2 separate regions of the Sus scrofa genome follow, and region 1 is linked to region 2. The links are chromatin contacts, called in public promoter capture Hi-C maps. All regions are on one chromosome and are shown on one strand. Each heading gives the region's core, a stretch centred on a gene start, on an enhancer-like site or on the middle of the called end of the contact. The rest is flanking DNA. Distances are from core to core; before and after follow the strand shown.

The links. Promoter capture Hi-C pulls out the DNA fragments that hold promoters and counts their contacts.
Region 1: a promoter capture Hi-C map of fetal skeletal muscle shows a contact between it and region 2, with 5 times the contacts expected there. The contact joins the promoter of CDK18 here to the promoter of KLHDC8A in region 2. A contact is called at or near these places in 2 of 5 promoter capture datasets (fetal liver and fetal skeletal muscle) and 1 of 47 Hi-C or Micro-C datasets (liver).

The regions. Positions count from the first base shown.
Region 1 is chr9:66,173,777-66,177,404 of Sscrofa11.1, reverse strand. CDK18 (cyclin-dependent kinase 18) reads right to left here and starts at 1,866. Exons shown (of 16, transcript XM_021063280.1): 1 at 1,567-1,866.
Region 2 is chr9:66,024,356-66,027,924 of Sscrofa11.1, reverse strand. It overlaps KLHDC8A (kelch domain-containing protein 8A), which reads left to right and starts at 1,293. Exons shown (of 6, transcript XM_003357392.4): 1 at 1,293-1,650; 2 at 2,006-2,601. The coding sequence starts at 2,226.

The DNA.
Region 1 (3,628 bases), core at 617-3,116, 150 kb before region 2:
CAGGCTCACCAGCTGCTCAGGAGGTGACTGGGGCAGGGTAACCCAAGACAGTAGCTCTGCTGTGGCAAGGTGACCCTCTCTCCAGAACACCTTCAGGATGCTGACCCAAACCCAGGAGCCGGGGTTGCCTGGGGCCCTCCTCGCCTCCCCCGCAACTTTAAGCAAGGTGGGTGTCCCAGCCTTCTGTGGAGGCCAGACAAAAGGTAGGGGGTTTCTGAGGACAAGTCTGTCAGCCAGACATTCCAGGCGCTTCGTCCTTGTCCTCGAGGATTCTGCTCCCTCAGGCCAGCGTCCAGGAATGTGCTGTGTGCCCAGTGGAAAACGCCAAAGGAACATGCCGAATCTCACAGGGTGCTGACACAGGAGGGGCAGGCCGTGGTGTCAGTGAGTCACAGGGCCCAGGCCACAGCTGGGGAACTGCTGAAGGCTGGGCTGGGGGGTGGAGGGTGGGGGTTCTGGGGAGCAGACCCTCCCTCCTCACAGCCCCAACTCTCCCACCCTTGCTGTCGGGATGGGATCAGAGAGAAGAGGAACAAAGCCACCGGTGCCTAGCAGGGTGTCGACCCGCAGCAATGGAAAATCGGTCACTGTCTGAAGGGCCAGATCCCCACCACAAGGCCTGCAGACAGCGCCAGAAACCCCTGTGTGCACAACAGGGAGAGAACCGAGGCCTCCAGCCCACAGCCGACTTCAGATTTCTGATTCCTGATCATCACCAACTCCCCCCACCCGGCCCCCAGAGAGCAGAATTCTCAAGCCACATCTCCAAACAGGCCACTCACTCTTTCCCACTGCTGCATTAACCCTTTCCTGGCTGCTGGGGGATGGCACTGCCCCTTTGGGCTCCCAGGTAGGCAGGGAGAGAAGAGGCACAGGAACCCTCAGAGGCCCCCACTCGGCACCCCCACCCCTAACACACACACACACAGCCAGCCCCCAGCGCTGGAACCTGCAGGGCTTCACCTGTCTTTCCACCTTCACCCTCCAGGACCCTGGCCTTCCCCCCCCCCCCCCCCCGCCCTCAACTTGGCGCTCTGGAAAGTTCACCAGAGCCCAGAAAGCCCCTCGAGGCGGCGATCTGGCTCCACCTTCTCAGGTTCTCTCATTACCGGAGACTCCTGACCCTTGCCCTTCCCAGACGGAAGGACGCTTAGAAAGCTCTTGCTTCCCTGCGGGGTGGAAAAACTTTGCTTCCTAGGAGCCCGGGGGGCCAAAGCGAGTCCCGGTGGAGACTCCCGGCGGAGGAGGTGGGGGAGGTCTGAGAATGCAAAACAGTCCTTCCCTCCTAAACACCTGGAACCCGGGACTGGCCTTGCCAAGGCATCGCCACCCTCCAACACACTTGTCCTCACGCCTCGTGATCTCCGACCTTCCCCCGGCGCCCTGGTATTTCCCTCCAACCTCCCGCCCCAGGGCAAAAGCAGAACTGCGCCTTTAAGAGCCGCTCCGCTTACCTTTGCTCCGTTTCCCCGGCGCCACAGTGCCCCCTCCTCCGACCTCCCCTTCCTCCCCCGGCGCACCGCCCGCCCTGCCGGACCCACACTGCGCTTCGCCCGCGGGACTCACCGCGCGTGTCCTGGGGCCGCGGCGCGCCGGCTCCCGCCCGCGACGGCCGGGCTGCCGCGGGGCTGGGCTCTGTGCCCTGCGCCCTGCTGGGGTCCCTGCCCGGGCTCGGGGCGGCTTCCCCTGCTCCGGAAAGGTGAGCGGCTCCCCAGAGAAGCTGCAACCTGAGCTGGAAGAGGAGGAGGAGGAGGAGGAGGAGGAGGAGGAGGAGGGAGAAGGGGAGGGGAAGGGAGAGGGTGGAGGAAGGTGGGGAAGAGGAGGGAGGGGGGAGGAGGAGGAGGAGGAGGAGGAGGAAGGGAAGAGCCCGGCCCCCGCCAGAGTTTTTCACACGTACAAGTTGACTCCTCCCCGTCCCTCCCGCCCTGCCCACAGCCGCTGCCAATCCCTGGGGCTCCCTCTGCCCGGGTGCCCACCCTTTCTCCCACTCTGGGAACCAGGGTCCAAGTGCCTCTTCCGGTTTCGTTCCTAGGCCTGGCCTGCGGGACTGGCCCTGAGAGCCGTGACTAGGGATGAAGCCCTCCCGACTGGGGCACCCAGGACCCGGGCCAGGGCAGGGGCTGGTCTGCTGTGTCCGTCTCTACGTGTAGCTCACCTCCCTTCTGAGTCTGATCCTGGATCCCAGCGACTGGCACCCCAGGAGCTAATGTGCACAGACAGGTCCTGTTGGTCATTTTTGCCTTTAGAGCTCTTGACAACAGTAGTCCTGGCAGGGCTCTCCCTTCCCCCTGTCCAGTGGGATTTGTCACCTACCTTTAGGGAGGAAGCTCCCACCTAGTTGACCCCACCTTTCCAGGGCCTGGAGGAAGCTTCACTTCTAGCCATCACTCCCACTTCCTACCTCGACAAGTAATTCAGTTTGTCCTTTTGCAAAATAAGCCCCACAGACCAAGTGCTAATCATCCAAGAAGCCTTACCGACTAGCTACTGCCAGCCCAGCTTTCATTTTAGAGAAGGGGAAACTGAGGCCCAGAAAGGGTATTGGACTGGCCCAAAGCCCCATGAGGAGTTAGTGGCAAGCCATGATTAGGACCGAGGCCAATGGCCACGCCACCCCCGTCATCGGACTTCAGGGATCAAAGGAAAACTGAGATGGGATGAAATAGCCCATCCAAGCCCCTCCCAGCCCTGCTTCCTCCTGAAGGCTGTGAGGAGAGGAGATGGTGCCATGGATCTGATGGGCATCAAATCGGGGAGCTCCATGGTCGCTGGTCGCCAATGAGTGTGGCCTCTGCAGACTGGGGGCCCTGGCAGGGATCTCTTGAGGAGGCGTGGTCCGCTGTGTGGATGGGTTTCTGCTGAACCCTTTCTGACGATTGCTCGGAAGTGACTGCCTTTCTTCAAGTCATAGGCTTTGAGCCTGGCATCTTTCCCTAGGGAGAACAAGTTGTTGAGAGTAGGAAAAATTCCTTTCTGGAAGACATGGGCCTGAGGTTTGCCCTCCAACATCAGCCTGTATCCACAAGCTCTCGCAACTCCACGGGGCTTGGACTCGGGAGCAGGAAGGAAGACACTGAGCCTGTTAGGAGAGTGACTTGGTAGTCGGCAGGGGTACCTCACAAAGGGCTCCCAACTCTTTATCTCTTTTCTCTGCCAGGTCATACAGATTTCCCAGGGATGCTAATAAAACTGCCGAGCATTGAAGGGGTGCAAAGAGTGGTTGGGCTGAGCCTCTAGGATTTCGAGAGAGGAAGCAACCTGCCTGGCTCCATAATCCACATATGTGATCAGAACACTAGGGCACAGGGAGGAGGCCACGCAGAGGTCGGGAAGGAGCTGTGGTGAGGAATTGTGTTTTACAGGATTAGAGAGAATGGGGCCAAAGGAACCAGGGAGAAGGATGGCCTCAAGAGGTTTCAACAGAGGTTCTCTGAGCATCACTCGTCTGCCAAATAACAGCTACATCTCTAGGCACAAAAGATGAGCGAAATGCAACCTCGCCTCTCAGGAAGCTCACTGTCTCATGGGGCAGGTAAATGAACAGTTCCAGGGCTGCAAGGCCAAGGTTGGAACCATGGCTGCCTGGAGGGGTTGTTCTGCTGCTTGAGCTGAGGGTAATGGGATAAGA
Region 2 (3,569 bases), core at 44-2,543:
TGGCCAGCCACTGTAGCTCCGATTAGACCCCTACCCTGGAAACCTCCATATGCCGCAGGAGCAGCCCCAAAAAGCAAAAAAAAAAAAAAAAAAAAAAAAAAAGAGTGAAACATGCAACGACTTGGATGAATCTCCACGGAATTATGCTGGGAGCAAAGAAAAAGCCAATCCCAAAAGGTTGCATAAAGATTATATTTATATAACACTCTTACACTCTTGAAGTGACAAAATTATGGAGAACAGATTGGTAGTTGCCAAGGAGGAGAGGGAAGGCATGGGTATAAGAAGGCAACAGGTACACCTGAAATTAACACAATGTTGTAAATCAACTATACTTCGATCTTTTAAAAAAGGCATCATGAAAGGTTCTTGTGGTGATGGAAATACTCTGTATCTTGACTCATCAACTTCCATATCCTGGTTAGGATATTATTGTACTATACCTTTTGCAAGATGCTACTGCTGAGGGAAACTGGGTTAAAAGATGTTATTTCTTACAACTGCATGTGAATCCACAGTTTATCTCAAAATACAAGGTTTAACCTAAATAAAATAGGGAAACTCGGGCTCAGAGCAGTTAAATCATTTCAGAGTCAGAGTTCAAACCCAAGTCTGTTAGCCTCCCAAGCCAGAGTGTTTCAAGACTTGGCTCTATTCAAGGGAACCAGGTAGGAGGCCCCCAGATGCCTGAAGTTCATCACACCAAGGAGTTGATAGGTGTCCTGGGCACTTTGTTACTGGGGACGACTGCCCTCATAAGGCCATTAGAGAGTGGCTTAAAAGAATTATTTGGCAAGCCCTGTGGGTTGGTGCTGAGAACCAAGATGTGATGACCTGGTTTCCCCTTCCTGAGGTGTGTGAAGACGGGTGATGTGGGAGGGACCACCCCCGCATTTGTCTTTACATGTTTGTGTCTCTGGCTGTGTCCACGTCACTGGGCATGTGTCAGTTTCCCCGGCTATGACTATTTCCCGGTGGAGGGAGAGAGGATGTGTGAGGTAAGGCATATGTGCGCAGGTCGGGGTGTACCTGCTGTTTGGATGCACCTGTGTCAGGTCTGCGCGTGTCACACCCACATCACTTGTTTATAGTAGGTTAAACCATTTGATAATACCTCTCCAAAGCAAAGCCGACTACTGAGCCAGCCTGTCACGAACAGGGTCTGTGTACTGTAGATAAACTGGGTAATTGGACTCTCCGCCTCCTCATCCAAAACAAACACTCACAAACCGCCCACCCCCACACTGGAGGGAGTCTGGTCCCTGTCATGTGGGTACTTGGATCTAGTGCCCCGCTTTCCCTGAACGGTAGATAAGGTGAGCGTCTCCCGCCGGCCCTTTCCCTCCCCCGCGGGCCGGGTGCCAGCCAAGGCTTATGTAAAGAGGTCACGGCTCGCTCGGCCACGGGGTGCACGCGGATTCCTGCACAGGTGGGGATGTGCGTGGAGCAGGCTCGCCGGCCTCCCCTTACCCCACCCCCTGGCCGCAGCTCGGTTTCTCCTTCCCGCTGCTCATTTATTCTCCTCATCTGCATGTGTGACGGCGGCGATCGGACTGGGGAAGGACAGAGCGCCCTCTCCTCCGCTCCCCGCGCCGCTCTCGGGTAATGCGCTGCCTGCGCCTTGCCGCCGCGCTCCTCCGGCCTGGCTGTGTAAGTGGCGCGGGGGCGGGGACGGGGGATTGCCGGGAGCAGAGGCTGGGGGAGGCAGGCGTCGCGGAGAAAGGTGTTAACTCCTCGCTTCTCCGGGAAGCAGCCGGACCTCCCAATCCCTGAACGCCCCCGGCCCCCCCTCGCTCCGCGGGTTTCCGCGAGCTGGGGAGCGGCCAGCGGCGAGAGGCTGGGGACAAAGCGGAGCGGGCGTGATGCCGCCGCGGGGTGGCGCTCTCGCCGCCTCGTCTTCCCTTGAAAGTTGGCCGGGGGCTGGGAGCCGGCGCGCCCGCCCGCGCCAGGAGGCCAGGGCGCGTGGCCCCGGCTGCCCTTGATTCGCCCCCCATTCCTCCCGCAGGGCCGGGCGCGGACGCCGCCGGACCGCTGAGTCTGGAGGGACGGTGAAGCGCTGGCCGGCGTCGGGGCCCTTGCCGGGGGTCGGGCGGGAGCCGGCGGACGGGAGCGAGATGGAGGAGGCGAGAGGGGGCGCGGAGTAACCGGCGGATCCCCAGCCTCGCACCTCTCCCGGCGCCCTGGCGCTCCGCGGGGCCACGGCGGGCGGGGCCCTCGGGGCTGCCATGGAGGTGCCTAACGTCAAGGACTTCCAGTGGAAGCGCCTGGCGCCACTGCCCAGCCGCCGGGTCTACTGCTCCCTGCTGGAAACCGGGGGGCAGGTCTATGCCATCGGGGGATGTGACGACAACGGCGTCCCCATGGATTGCTTTGAGGTCTACTCCCCCGAGGCCGACCAGTGGACCGCCCTGCCCCCCCTGCCCACGGCCCGAGCCGGGGTGGCCGTCACCGCCCTGGGGAAGCGGATCATGGTGATCGGGGGTGTGGGCACCAGTCAGCTGCCCCTGAAGGTCGTGGAGATGTACAACATCGATGAGGGCAAGTGGAAGAAGAGGAGCATGCTGCGTGAGGCCGCCATGGGCATTTCGGTCACGGCCAAAGGCGAGTGGGGTCAGGGCTGAGGGCGGGCGGAGAGAAGGGAGTGGGGGGGTCCGTGGGGAAAGGGATGGAAGCCAACACCGCGTTGGAGGCCGCTGTCACATTCCTGGTACCGTTCGATCCTTATAGTGGACACTAAAACTAGAGACCCGCTGGCTTTATTTGACAGAAGGGAAAACTGAGACTTCAACAAGTGAAGTGTCTAGTAAATCCTTATTATGCCAGAGCTCCACTCCTCACACCCCCAGGCCGGTCTCAGCAAGCTGGGCAGGCGGGGCCAGAGGGGAGAGCCCGAGGGTTAGTGCAGTATCTCTGTAGATATCCATCCCTTCCCACAGCGCCACGCAGGTGCCACCACCTCCAGACACATGTTTGGGGTTCTGGGAATGTTCGTGCCATCCTCATACCATCACCAGGCCCCACTGGAAGGACGTAGGGACCTGATTCCAGGACCTTCTCCCTCCCCACCATCTGTTTCCTAACGTCAAAGATACTGATGAGTGGAGACCCGAGGGTTGTGCTCCTGGGCCATCTTACTCAGGTTCACTGAGTTCTCAGATCATGCCTGTGCTGACCATGTGGTTTTGTGATTCCCATTTCACTTTCTCCAAGGCCGTCCTTTCCTCCTTTCCAGGCATAGTACAGCCCAGACCATTGAGGAGGCTCTGAAAGCTCTTTTGCTAAAACAGACACAGTTTCATGGGAAACGGTCCAACAGGAGTTAGGAGACCCCAAGTTCAGATCAGACAGGCTTAGTAGGAGGCAGCCTTCCCTCCTTCTCTGGACAAACCATTTCAGCTGCCTGTTGGGTCGACTGCAGATCAGAAACCAGTATTTCTTGAGCATCTGCTCTGTCCCTGGCACGGTTCTAGGTCTCAGGGAGCAAGGAAAGAGGCAGAAGATCTGACCCCCGCCTTTAGGAGCCCAGGTCTGACCACTGAAGGTGACCAGGGAGAAACTCTAATTCAGAA